Regions from separate parts of the Anas platyrhynchos genome. Here region 2 is linked to region 1. The links are chromatin contacts, called in public Hi-C maps. All regions are on one chromosome and are shown on one strand. The core of a region is the stretch at or near the end of the contact, and the rest is flanking DNA. Distances in the headings are between cores, read along the strand shown. Region 1 holds the start of HOXD8 (homeobox D8). Region 2 overlaps LOC140002944 (a long non-coding RNA gene).

What was found. A called contact is a pair of places that touch in the nucleus more often than the background predicts.
Region 2: a Hi-C map of subcutaneous adipose tissue shows a contact between it and region 1, with 4 times the contacts expected there. The contact joins the enhancer-like site here to the promoter of HOXD8 in region 1. A contact is called at or near these places in 2 of 8 Hi-C or Micro-C datasets (skeletal muscle and subcutaneous adipose tissue).

Annotation. Positions count from the first base shown.
Region 1 is chr7:23,197,112-23,203,516 of IASCAAS_PekinDuck_T2T, forward strand. HOXD8 (homeobox D8) reads left to right here and starts at 2,391. Exons shown (of 2, transcript XM_038182248.2): 1 at 2,391-3,668; 2 at 4,278-5,133. The coding sequence starts at 3,113. The coding sequence ends at 4,570.
Region 2 is chr7:23,363,882-23,369,905 of IASCAAS_PekinDuck_T2T, forward strand. The region is part of intron 2 of LOC140002944 (a long non-coding RNA gene); the gene reads left to right. Among named protein-coding and RNA genes, the nearest start is that of MTX2, 110 kb to the left of the region's middle. Within about 2 kb of position 2,415, at least 3 of the 8 cell types and tissues checked have an H3K27ac peak or open chromatin away from gene starts, as enhancers often do. A contact at or near this core is called in subcutaneous adipose tissue, where this site is marked.

The DNA of each region.
Region 1 (6,405 bases), core at 1,141-3,640:
ATATGTGTGTGATCTACAGATAACAACACGTAAACTATATTCTTGCCACTGAGCACTGTTAGGTTGGTTCTAGCAGAGGCTCTGCTAAGAAATTGTCACCAAGCCCACATCATTTCCTTTTAATATTTTATCTCAGGCACTATGACGTATTTTTATCTAGTATATTTTCATTTTTTTTCCTTTTCTTTTTCTTTTACTTGCTTCTGATACTGTGTGTGCTTATTTCAAAATGGCAGAGAGAAAATGAAACGTCTCGAACGTCAACGCGCAGTTCCTCCATGTAAATCGCTTTTAGTGTCAAACTAAACAATAATTTAATCCCTACCCGTTGGTTGTGTTAATGTATGTTTGTACATATGCACAGTCGCGTGCACACGCACACACATTATTCCGAATAATTCACAGGCATGTGTGATGGAGCGGGGGTAAACAAAGATTCATCTTTACTTTCGTTTACATAAATCAATCTTTAGATACATAAACGCACGGGCAAACAAAATAACATGTTCAAGACAAAAACGGAGAGCTCTGAAACTACCACACATGGAGTATTCGTGGTGTAATATGTGGGGAAACATGATCGAAAACGCGATAGCAGCGGTCTTCAAAGCTCAGGCGTCTCTGCTGGCTGCCATGTGTAAACGAGGCGCATTCTTTGTATGTAGTTAATTATAGCACTGGCAAAAAATTAAAAGAGGGTCACCGAAATGTGCTGAGAAAATGGCACTGGAAACTCCGACAGACACCACAACCACCACCACCCCCTCCCAAAAGGAAAAAAAAAAAAAAAAAAAAAAAAAGGAATAAAAGCAAAACCAAAAAGGAAAGGAAAGGAAAGGAAAAGCTGCTCGTGACCAAGCTCGTCGAGAGGCGAACATAACACCGCGCCGATCTCTGGCGGCGGCAGCGGCGCCGTCCTGGTTCTGGCGGACCCCCCTTGGCGGCGGGGCTGAGGCCGCAGTGGGGCTGCCTGTCCCCTGTCGCTGCGTCCCTGTCCCTGTGTCCCTGTGCCCCTGTCCCTTTCCCCTGTCCCTGTCCTTGTCCCTGTCCCCCTGTCCCTGTCCCCTGTGCCTGCCGCCGCGCGCCGCCAGAGGGCGCGCACGCTCCACCCTAGGCGCGGTGCCGCGCCCCGCCGCTCCGCACCGCTCCGCGCCCCGCGCAGCGCTGCGCGCCCCCCCCGCCGGGACCCCGGGGTCCAGAGCCCCGCGGGGACGGTGCCGGGCATCCCGGCAGGTCCCGCACGCGGGGGGCAGCCGCGGAGCCTTGGCCACAGCTCCGCGGGAGGCCGCGGAAGCAACCGCTGCCCCCCCCTCCCCCCTCCCCGCGCTGCGCAGGGCTCGGGCGGTGCTTTTGTGCCTCCCCCCTGCCCGGCCGCCCCTGCTCCGGCCTCGGGGGGTAGCGCTGCGCTGCTCTCTCGCTGCTCTTTCCCGCTAGCACCAAAAATCCGTGTGCCCCCCAACACCCGGGGCCTCTCACGTCCCCCCCCAACCGGTCTGTGGGGTTAAGGGGGGGTTGTGTCAGCGCAGAGCGGCCTCGGTGGGGAGAGCATTTGGGCACCGCGCCGCTCTGGGCCCCAAAACCTAGGGCACGGGGGTTTCTGCGCCTCGGGCCTCGCTGGGCCGGGCGGGGGGCGTCACTGTGCCCTCGCTGGGCCCGGCACAGCCTCACCACGGCCGAGAGGCCTTTACCGGCCTCCGTAAGTCCCTGCTCATGTGCGGGGACCCAGGCCGGCCGCCGAGACAAAAAGAGCAGCACGACGAGGGCCTCGGACATGGGGTGGGGGTGGGGGCGGCGGGGTGTGATGGGGAAGGAGCCTGCGATGTCTTTTATGTAACCACAAATATTTTTGTCAATTCACACCAGACGGTCACACGTGGCTCTGGCGGAGCCCGTATTAGATTTCACCTACATTTTTCGTCTCTGTTCAAAGCAGGGCGGACTCGAGCTCCTGGGGGTGTCTGCCCTTAAAAAAAGCTGGTTCCCGCAGCAGGAAGAGCGGTCCGCCAGAAGCGTTGTGAAGAGAGGACGGGGAAGACGGTGCTCCTCGGACCGGGGCAGCGGGGCCTGCGCAGCCTCCCGGGCCTCCTTCCCCGAGCCTCCAGCGCGGCGGAGGCCGAGGGCAGCGCTCAGCGCCCGGCCGTGCTCCCCCCGCGGGGGCCCGCAGCGAGCCCGGTGGGCAGCGCCTTCGCTCCTTCCTTCCTTCCCTCCTTCCTTCCTTCCTCCGTCCCCGGGAGCCGGGCTCGCCTGTTTCCCTCGGACGGCGTCCCCGAGCGGAGCTGACCGCTCACCCACACGCCTTTCTTCCTCCCTCTCTCTGCCTCGGTAATGACGTCCTCCAAGGGTGAAATGATGGAAAGTATATTCATAGGCATGATTTCCATTAAGTATCAATTAACCTGCAGCCTCAGCCATGCGTGCACGGCGTCAAGGGTAAATGTGCATCTCATTTCCCAGCACTCCGCTCGCCTGCGAGGAAATGACCCGGAGGGCCCCTGCCCCTGCGAGCTGCCGCCCTCCCGCACCGGGACCCCCGGGCCGCCCTCGCAGCCTCCCGGCCTGCTGGCCGCGGCTCCCCCGCCGGCTCGGCCTCGGCGGGACGGGCGGCGACGCCCCGGGCAGCGCGCCCGCGGTTATCGCGCGGCATCTGCGCGGAGCCTCGCCCCGCGCGGCGGGGGACCGGCGGCTCCTGGCGAGCGCGCACCGGCGGGGGGAGCGGGGGCGCCGCGGCTGGGGTGGATCCGGGCAGGGCCGGGCCGGGTTTTTTTCTTGCCTGAGGAGCGGCACATGTAAACTGAAGCCAAAAGTCCCCCCTGAGCTCATGAGCGTGTGCGTGCGTGCGTGTGTGTGTGTGTGTGTGTGTGCGTGCGCGGGCTGCTGTGTGCCTAATAGGAAATAGTAAAAGCAGTGAGGCAGGTCATTTTGGGAGCGATTATATTCCAGTCCTGGTCACCGCATACACGGAGAGCAGGAGAGGGGAGCGCACGGGCTAGCGGCGGCGGCGGCACCATGAGCGCGGCGTAGAGGCACCGGCGGCGGCGGCGGCGGCTGCGGCGGGGGGGAGCAGCGCCCCGTGCCCGCGCCCGCGCCCCCGCCGGCCGCTGCCCCCTCCCCGATGAGCTCCTACTTTGTCAACCCGCTCTACTCCAAGTACAAGGCGGCGGCGGCGGCGGCGGCGGCAGCGGCGGCGGCGGCGGCGGCGGCGGGGGAGCCGCTCAGCCCCCCGTACTACGACTGCCACTTCTCGCCCGAGGTGAGCGGCCGCCACGCCGCCGCCGCCGCCGCCGCCGCCCTGCTCTACGGGAACGGCGGGGCCGCCGCCGGCTTCCCGCAGCCCGCGGCCGGCGGGGCGGGGGGCGGCGGCGGAGCGGCCGCGGACTTTTACCAGCCGGCCGGGGGGAGCCCCACGGCCGCCTACCAGCCGCCTCCTCCTCCCCCTGCCGCGCCTCCGCCTCCTGCCCCCTGCAGCGGGGTTACCTGTCACGGGGAGCCCGCTAAATTTTACGGATACGATAACTTACAGAGACAGCAGATTTTTACGACACAGCAAGAGGCCGAGCTGGTACAATATCCTGACTGTAAATCGTCCAGTGCTAATATTGGCGAGGAACCAGACCACTTAAATCAGAGCTCGTCTCCTGCTCAAATGTTTCCCTGGATGAGACCACAAGGTTGGACGCAGTCAAAATTTGCTTCCATCTCACGTCTGAGTTCGAAACTTTTCTTTTCCTCCTCCCGCTTCTTTCCCCCTGCCTCCCGCTCTCTGCCTCTGCCTCCCTCTCTCCCTGCCTCTCTCTCCGCGACTCCTGTAACCGCGACGGCTCGTGATAATAAAATAAGACAGGGAGCAAACAGAAGCCTCCGGGAAGGCGGCTGCCACCCGAGAGCAGCCCGCAAAACTCGCCTCCCAGGCACCCGGGCGCAGCTGACACGCACGGCAAGGCAGGAGGCTTGAGGGCGGGGGGCAGCTGCCATTTAGCAGAAAGGTGCCCCCTAAACTCGGCCCCGCCACCTCTGAAGGCGCCTGATGCATCGGCGTGGCTGGGCTTTGAGGGTCTTTTTTATTATTATTATTATTATTATTTTCCCTGCGCCCGTCTGTATGGCTCTGGGCTCCTCCGGGTCCTCCGCGGTCTGCTTTCGCCCCGCGTCTCCGTGCCGCTTCTCTCGAGGGATTTGTGGAGGGGCCCGAACTCTGGCTGCCCGGCCCGCTGCTGAACGCCGTGCTTTGAACGACAGCACCAACCCCCAAAATCCTGTGTTTTTGTTTTAAACAGCAGCGCCGGGTAGGAGGAGAGGAAGACAAACATACAGCCGATTCCAGACTCTAGAGCTGGAAAAGGAGTTCCTTTTTAACCCCTATCTGACCAGGAAGAGAAGGATCGAGGTGTCCCACGCACTAGGACTCACCGAGAGGCAGGTAAAGATCTGGTTTCAGAACAGAAGGATGAAATGGAAAAAGGAGAACAACAAGGACAAATTCCCCGCTTCCAGACAGGAGGGAAAGGAAGGGGAGGCCAAAAAGGAAGCACATGATCTGGAAGAAGACAGAGCAGAAGGCCAGACGAATTAAATTTTGCCCTAAAAGCCTTGGAGAAAGGCTATCGAAATAACGAGCGCCACAGCCCGAGACATCTCGGCCCCGTGTCCCCTTGGACATAGTCCTGCGGGGGACGAGTGACCCCGTGTCCTCCGCCTGACGTCCCCCTGCTTCGGGTGCTTCGGTGCTTGCGGTTTTGTTGAGTCTTGGTCTTAACCGTTCCCGGAACAATCTCTAGATTTAACAGTTCATCTAGTCCCTTTTTTTTTTTTTTTTTTGAAATTTGATACAGAGTTTGTAGCAATACATTTCTAATGATATATATATATATAAATATATATTATTTTTTGCAATATTAAAAGACGGTGATTGCGGGAATCGACATAAATTTCCAAGGACAAATACCAATAAGCGAGACATTTAACAATGCTTTATTAATCAAGACAAGTGCACTCGTACTATTTTAATTCTTGTTCTTATCTAATGTTGAGTAAATTAAATAAATTTAATAAATTTGAATAAAAGATCTTAGAAATATATAAATCTTCTACTATTGATATTTGATTAAAATAAACCAAATTTATTCAAATATAAAATCGACCGGCTTCCTGACATCCTTTCTGCAATCCACTCCTCCAACAAGCGCCGGAGCCTCTGTGATAATCCCATCCGCCTTTTCCCTGCCTTTCTTCTCACACTGGAAATTTGGGAGGTGATGGAAATGGCCCTTTCCAGTCCAAGCCCTGCCTTGGCCCCCAGCCCTGGGCGGGGTCCCTGCGCACCCCCCTTCGCCACCGGCTTGTCGGGGTTGTGGAGGTGCCGGGTCTGACGGACACGAGGACCACGACCCGCGCTCCTTCCGTGGGTGACCCCACACTCCGTGTCGGTCCCGGACCCCCCCGACGTGTGCTCCTGGGCCTTGCTTTCGTGCCGAGCAGCGCAGCCCTCGCCCCCGCGGCGCCCTGCACGCTGCCAGCCCGGGGGAGAAGGAAGGGGGGCAGCAGCGGGACCCCCCGGGGCCTGGCCGGCTTCGAGGGGCTCAGACGCGGCCCCCACCCGTGGGGGGCTCCCGGCCCGGCGAGGCCCGGTGACGCCAAGCCAGGCCCAGCCTCCCCCACGGGGGGCGGGCGAGCAGGGAAGAGCAATGTGGTTGTGGCCTTGCGTGGAGGGGGGGTCGGGAGCTGGAACGGTTTGCGGTCCCAAAGCAGGCGTAAATACAGAAAAGGGCATTCCTCCGACGTTGCGGCCCCGAGTGGGTGCATTTTGCTGCTGCCTCACGCGGGTGAGGGGAAGCCGAGCCCAGGGGCAGACCCTGCCGCCGCGCCCGGAGCGGTTTCCGCAGCCACGGGAGGAGAAATCCGCTCTGAGCAGCAAAGCGCTTTCATTTATCCCCCCTTTTCTTCCCTCCCCTCCCTCTTGCTCGCGGCGGGGTCGGGCAGATCGCACTGTCTGACGGGGCGGCCGGGAGCAGCCTTCGGGAAACAGCAGGCGGAGGGGATGAGCCCCCCCAAGATTTCGGCGTCGCTTTTTCCCCGGCGCCTCATGCCTCCAGAGAGCGATGGCTGTCTGGAGGGAAGCGCAGGAACGCGGTGCGACATGCGACAAACTCGGGCTATCTGCCCGAGAAGCAAGAGCGCTGCCCCCCGTCGGAGCAGGCACGAAGCCGGGGCCTTAGCCCGTCCTCCCCGGCCCTTCGCCCACCGCCCGCTCCCCCCGGACACCGGCAGCCTCCCTGCCCCTGCAGGGTCCCCGCACCACCGAAATGGCCGGGGCTGTCTGGCCCGGGTTTGGGTTTTATACAACGGGGTTGGTTCATTTCGTTCCCCTTCGCCTCCCTGCTCTCCGCTGCCCAGCAAGGCACGCTTCAA
Region 2 (6,024 bases), core at 1,165-3,664, 170 kb after region 1:
GTTGTGTGGATCTTGGCGTCGGCCTCTTCTCACAGATAACTAGTGATAGGATAAGAAGGAATGGCCTCAAGTTGCACCAGGGGTGGTTTAGGTTGGAAATGAGGAGATATTTCTTCTCAGAAAGAGTAGTCAGGCACTGGGACGGGTTGCCCAGGGAGGTGGTGGAGTCACCGTCCCTGGGGGTGTTTAAGGAAAGGTTGGACCTGGTGCTTAGGGACATGGTTCAGTGGATGCCATTGGTAGTAGGGGAATGGCTGGACCAGATGATTTTGGAGGTTCTTTCCAACTTTTATGATTCTGTAATATCTAATCTGAGAAGTAGAGAAACGGTTACGGATTCTTGAGGATGGGGATTGTTATCAGTATGTCTCATTGTGCAGTACTTTGCAAGATACTCTTTTGTTCTTTACGTCTTTTTTGATGTCAGGCCACAACACAAACTGCATACAGCAGATTTTGGTACCTGAGACCTTTGCTACAGCAGTGTTTAGAATGTTCATATAACATGGGATTGCTCATTCTTAAAACAAGGAAATTAATAACGCTGATAATGTGGTAGATTAGCCAAAACATGAAAATAAAAGAAAAAACTTGTATTCATTAATTTCTTCTTGTACAAATTTGCTGTTTTCCCCAAGACCTGTTATAGCTATCTGCACTTTCTGATTCATGCTAAGCAGCAGAGCCACTCAGCCTAGCTGCCTTTACCAAAGGTTAGCAGGCTAGCAGCCACCAGCTCCAGCTTAACACGTTGCTTTGCTTGGTTTTGAAGACATTTTCAACTAGTGAGTATTCTACCTAAATTCTAGCTAGAACTGGCAAATTTAGTACTTTTATTGACCAGGAGAATGCGTGGGTAAAACCATCTAGATATGCTTGGCAAGATATCTAGATATGCATGTCATTGCATACTTCTCAGTGATTCGTTGCCTGAGCAGACCACTACCGAGCATGTGGGCCTGCGTGAATGTGTATGAGAAGAAACAAACAAAAACCAACTGGCTCCCAATCTGTCCCTGCTGCTATTGTTAGACATCTTCTCAAAGATTGCCAGTGTTTCTTCATCAGTGCTGGTGGCATTGATGTCTGTAGATTTGACACTTCACATGCGGAATTTTAAAGCTGAAATTACACAGCAGTTTGCTGTGACAAGAATTGTTCTAAAGGTCCCTTTTCTCCCAAGGGGATTCCCAGCTCTCTTTAAATGTCTCAGTTTATTAAGGCGATGTAAGACATATCTTCCTGTAAACTCCAATGAAAGTCTACAATAAGCTACTTTGAAAAGTTTGTGGACCAAGCAGGAAAGGAGATGGGCAGAAGAGGAAAGCAACATTTTTGATATTGTATTAACACACTGCCACTAGTTCCTTCCACAACTTGATACGGCATCACAGGCTGGGGAAAAGACCTTCGAGGATGTAAATGGGGGGCTAGACTCTGCCCCCTTCCACCTGGTTTGTGGAAGGAGGAAGGTCATCAATGCAAGGAGAGCTCCTATTCCTGCCCTGTAACGATGGCAGCATCCTGAGAGAGAAAATTCCACACAGGAAAAGTGACAGTCTGACTTTAAAGGGCTGCTTGAGCTAAACAATGTGTTTTTGCTGTACCAGGATTAATCAGGATGATGGCTGTTCACTATATTCCATGGAATGCTGAATTATGCCATGCCAAAAATAATAATTTTTGTTATGGCATTTTAAAGCTAATAATTTTTAACACCGTACTTTCACTTGCAAAACTCAGTTTTGGAATGGGACAAATTCCTTAAGATAAAGTTTTCATTTTTTGGCTAGTTCTGCCATTCTGAACAATTCAGAAAGAGACATAATCTAATTCTCTGACAGAACCTCATTTAGGCTCAGCAGCTTTCCCATAGGAGTTAAAAAGCTTGATTCTGTACTGGTTTACATTGAGCCTATTTTTTTACATCAAAACATCTACATCAAAGTTTATGTCAAAGAAGACTTGGGTCCTTTTATTGCCTAAGGTGTTGAGTATCTTTCACCTTTGCACACAGCTGTCTTGATGAATCATCTCTATTACAAGCTTCTCGTCTCCTAATTTCCATTTTCATTTTTCTTCACTTTTTTTTTTTTTTTTTTTTTTTTAGTGAGTGTTCACAATACGCTTGCAGATGTGAGTGGCTGCTAATGGCAATGCCATAGAAATTTGTCTAGATGTGGTCTGTTGCTAACACACAGACCTAGACAGAAATGCGCCTTTTATGATAATCCCGAGATATCCATGAAGAGGGATTGCCAAACATGACACTTGGCATTATGATGAACCTGCCATGCCTTGCTGCAGGTGCTGCCCTCGCCTCTCCTCATAAGGTCACAGGTGAACGTCACCCTGTCGCACAGGAGTGCCCTGGAGACAGGACAAGGCAACACCAATAGATGTGTTCTCTAGAGGCACCTTCCACATCCCCCTCCACGGGCCAAATTCGGCAACCATTGTGAGAAAGGTTTAAGCTGTATGTGGAAAAATGACTCTGAAAGGGATCTTCCTGTGAAAGGACCAGGAAGGCGTGTATGTTTCCCCAGCTTTGACTCTTGACTTCCAAGAGGAAAAAGTGAAAACAATCGCTGGGCACTTTTGCCATATGCTGTCTCCTCATGATTTTGATTTTCAGGCAGCTGGGAGTGCTCTGCCATTTCTATGGCAGTGAAATCAGTCTTCACCCGTGATTTCTGGGACAAGCCCTTGCTCAGCATTCTTATCACTTTTCTGCCCCTGATTTGATTTTCTCTGTGCCCCCAAATTCAATTTCCCAGCAAATTGTATCAGCTGCTCGTGAAGCCGCCCCCTGAGCACATGCAGTACACCGCATTCCTTTGTGGTATAAATTGCTCATCAAATCCGCGCGGCCCGCAGCCGCCCCCGTCGCTGCGCGCTTCCTCCCCTCACGAAAAGCGGCGGGAAAGGCTTTCTGTCAGCCGCCCGCCCCGGCCGTGAGGGCGTTGCCACGCCGGGCTCTCCCCCGCCGAGCGAGCCGCTAAGGGGCCAGGCACATCCTGACGCACGGCTCTACTGGCAGCCCCCTAAGGGCTAAACCTCAGCTTATGGCGACGGCAGACCGCGCCTCCCCTCACCCCCACACCGAGGGAGGCGACGAGCCAAAATGGCGACGGCAATAACGGCGCCGCTCCTTTTGTGCTGCTGCCGCGCGCCCCGCCTCCGCGCCGCGGCACCATCAAGGGCGACACCCAGCGGCAGCGCGGCGCAACGACCGCCCGGGCAGCGGGCCTGGGGCGCGCAGACAGACCTGGCCCTTGGGGCTCCAACTAAATTTTCGTTTTTAGATGGCGACAAAAAACTTCTGGTCGGTCCGAGCTGGCGCCACGAGGCGCCAGGATATGCCCATAGCCTGAAGATGAATGCGTGTGGTGGTCTTCTGCCACCCAGACATTATAGAATTGTTAAGGTTGGAAAAGACCTTCAAGATAGAATCATGGAATATCCTGAGTTGGAAGGGACCCTTAAGGATCATCAAGTCCAACTCTTGACACCGCACAGGTCTACCCAAAAGTTCAGACCATGTGACTAAGTGCACAGTCCAATCTCTTCTTAAATTCAGACAGGCTCGGTGCAGTGACCACTTCCCTGGGGAGCCTGTTCCAGTGTGCAACCACTCTCTCTGTGAAGAACCCCCTCCTGATGTCAAGCCTAAACTTCCCCTGCCTCAGCTTAACCCCGTTCCCGCGGGTCCTGTCGCTGGTGTTAATGGAGAAAAGGTCTCCTGCCTCTCGACACCCCCTTAACGAGGAAGTTGTAGACTGCGATGAGGTCTCCCCTCAGCCTCCTCTTCTCCAGGCTGAACAGGCCCAGTGCCCTCAGCCGTTCCTCGTACGTCTTCCCCTCCAGGCCTTTCACCATCTTCGTAGCCCTCCTCTGGACACTCTCCAACAGTTTCATGTCCTTTTTATACTGTGGTGCCCAGAACTGCACACAGTACTCGAGGTGAGGCCGCACCAGCGCAGAGTAGAGCGGGACAATCACCTCCCTCGACCTACTAGCGATGCCGTGCTTGATGCACCCCAGGACACGGTTGGCCCTTCTGGCTGCCAGGGCACACTGCCGGTTCATATTCAACTTGCTGTCTACCACGACCCCCAGATCCCTCTCTTCTAGGCTGCTCTCCAGCGTCTCATCGCCCAGTCTGTACGTGCAGCCAGGGTTTCCCCGTCCCAGGTGCAGGACCCGGCACTTGCTCTTATTGAACTTCATGCGGTTGGCGATTGCCCAGCTCTCCAACCTATCCAGATCCCTCTGCAAGGCCTTTCCACCCTCATTCGAGTCCACAACTCCTCCAAGTTTGGTGTCATCAGCAAACTTGCTCAAAATACCTTCTATTCCTACATCCAGATCGTTTATAAAAATATTGAAAAGTACCGGCCCTAAAATGGAGCCTTGAGGGACCCCACTAGTGACCGCCCGCCAGCCTGACTCAGCCCCATTCACCATAACCCTTTGGGCCCTGCCCGTTAGCCAATTGTTCACCCATCGTATGATGTTTTTATTTAGCTGTATCATCGGGTCCAACCATACCCCAGCCACCAATACCACCCGCTAGACAATGTCACTAAGCACCATGTCCGGCCTTTCCTTACACACCCGCAGGGATGGTGATTCCACCACCTACCCTGGGCAACACATTCCAGCGTCCGACTACTGTTTCTGAGAGGAAATCTTCTATAATTTCCAGCCTGAACCTCCCCTGGCGCAACTTGAGGCCAGTCCCTCTAGTCCTACATCCTCCACTTTTTTGCCCCATCCTTGCCGATATTGCCTATAATGCCAGTGGAAATGGTCCCCTTGAAACACATGCTTTGTAAAATCGGCTGGTTTTGACACCCTCTGCAGAGCCTGAATGCTGTGAGGAGAGAGCCCAGAGACAGCGCTGTGGGCAGCAGTGAGATTTTAACACGTTTTCATGGAAATTTGGGCAACCCAGAAGCTCAAGCTCAGGTGCCACAAGATGGCTGCCGCTGCCTCCCAGAGAGAGGGAAGTGGGGAGACAAGATGGCGGCAGTTTGAGCAGCAGTAGGATTTTAACATGGTTTCACAGAAACGTGGGCAACCCAGAAGTGGAAGCACACCTGGGCTCCCGTGGATACATGTCTGTGCCCATTTCTCCTCCTTGCACAGTATGGCCAGTTGGTGTTTTCACCAGTGCCCCTGTGTCTGCTCCCATCCCAGGAGAATGGGGGTGACGACTGATTCTCGCCTGAACATGAGCCAGCAGTGTGCCCACGTGGCCAAGAAGGCCAATGGCATCCTGGGTTGTATCAGAAGTAGTGTGGCCAGCAGGAGCAGGGAGGTGATCACTGCCCTGTGCTCTGCGGTGGGTAGGCCACACCTTGAGTACTGTGTTCAGCTTTGTGCCCCTCACTACAAGAAGGACATCGAGGCCCTGGAACGTGTCCAGAGCAGGGCTATGAAGCTGGTGAAGGGCCTGGAACTCAAGTCCTGTGAGGAGCAGCTGAGGGAACTGGGATTGTTCAGTCTGGGGAAGAGGAGGCTCTGGGGAAACCTCATTGCTCTTTACTGCTACCCGAGAGGAAGTTGTGTGGATCTTGGCGTCGGCCTCTTCTCACAGATAACTAGTGATAGGATAAGAAGGAATGGCCTCAAGTTGCACCAGGGGTGGTTTAGGTTGGAAATGAGGAGATATTTCTTCTCAGAAAGAGTAGTCAGGCACTGGGACGGGTTGCCCAGGGAGGTGGTGGAGTCACCGTCCCTGGGGGTGTTTAAGGAAAGGTTGGACCTGGTGCTTAGGGACATGGTTCAGTGGATGCCATTGGTAGTAGGGTGATGGTTGGATCAGATGATCTTGGAGGTCTTTTTCATCCCTAATGATTCTATGATTCTATTTTTTATATACTTTTACTCACCAGTTTCCAGATTAGATCCCTGCTAAAGCTCAAGGGAGCAGAAAAAGGCCTGTACTGAAGCGGAGCTTGGAGAGTGCGGCCTAGGGTGAGTGCAAAATCACCATATGCCTTTGGGGATTTCCCCTCG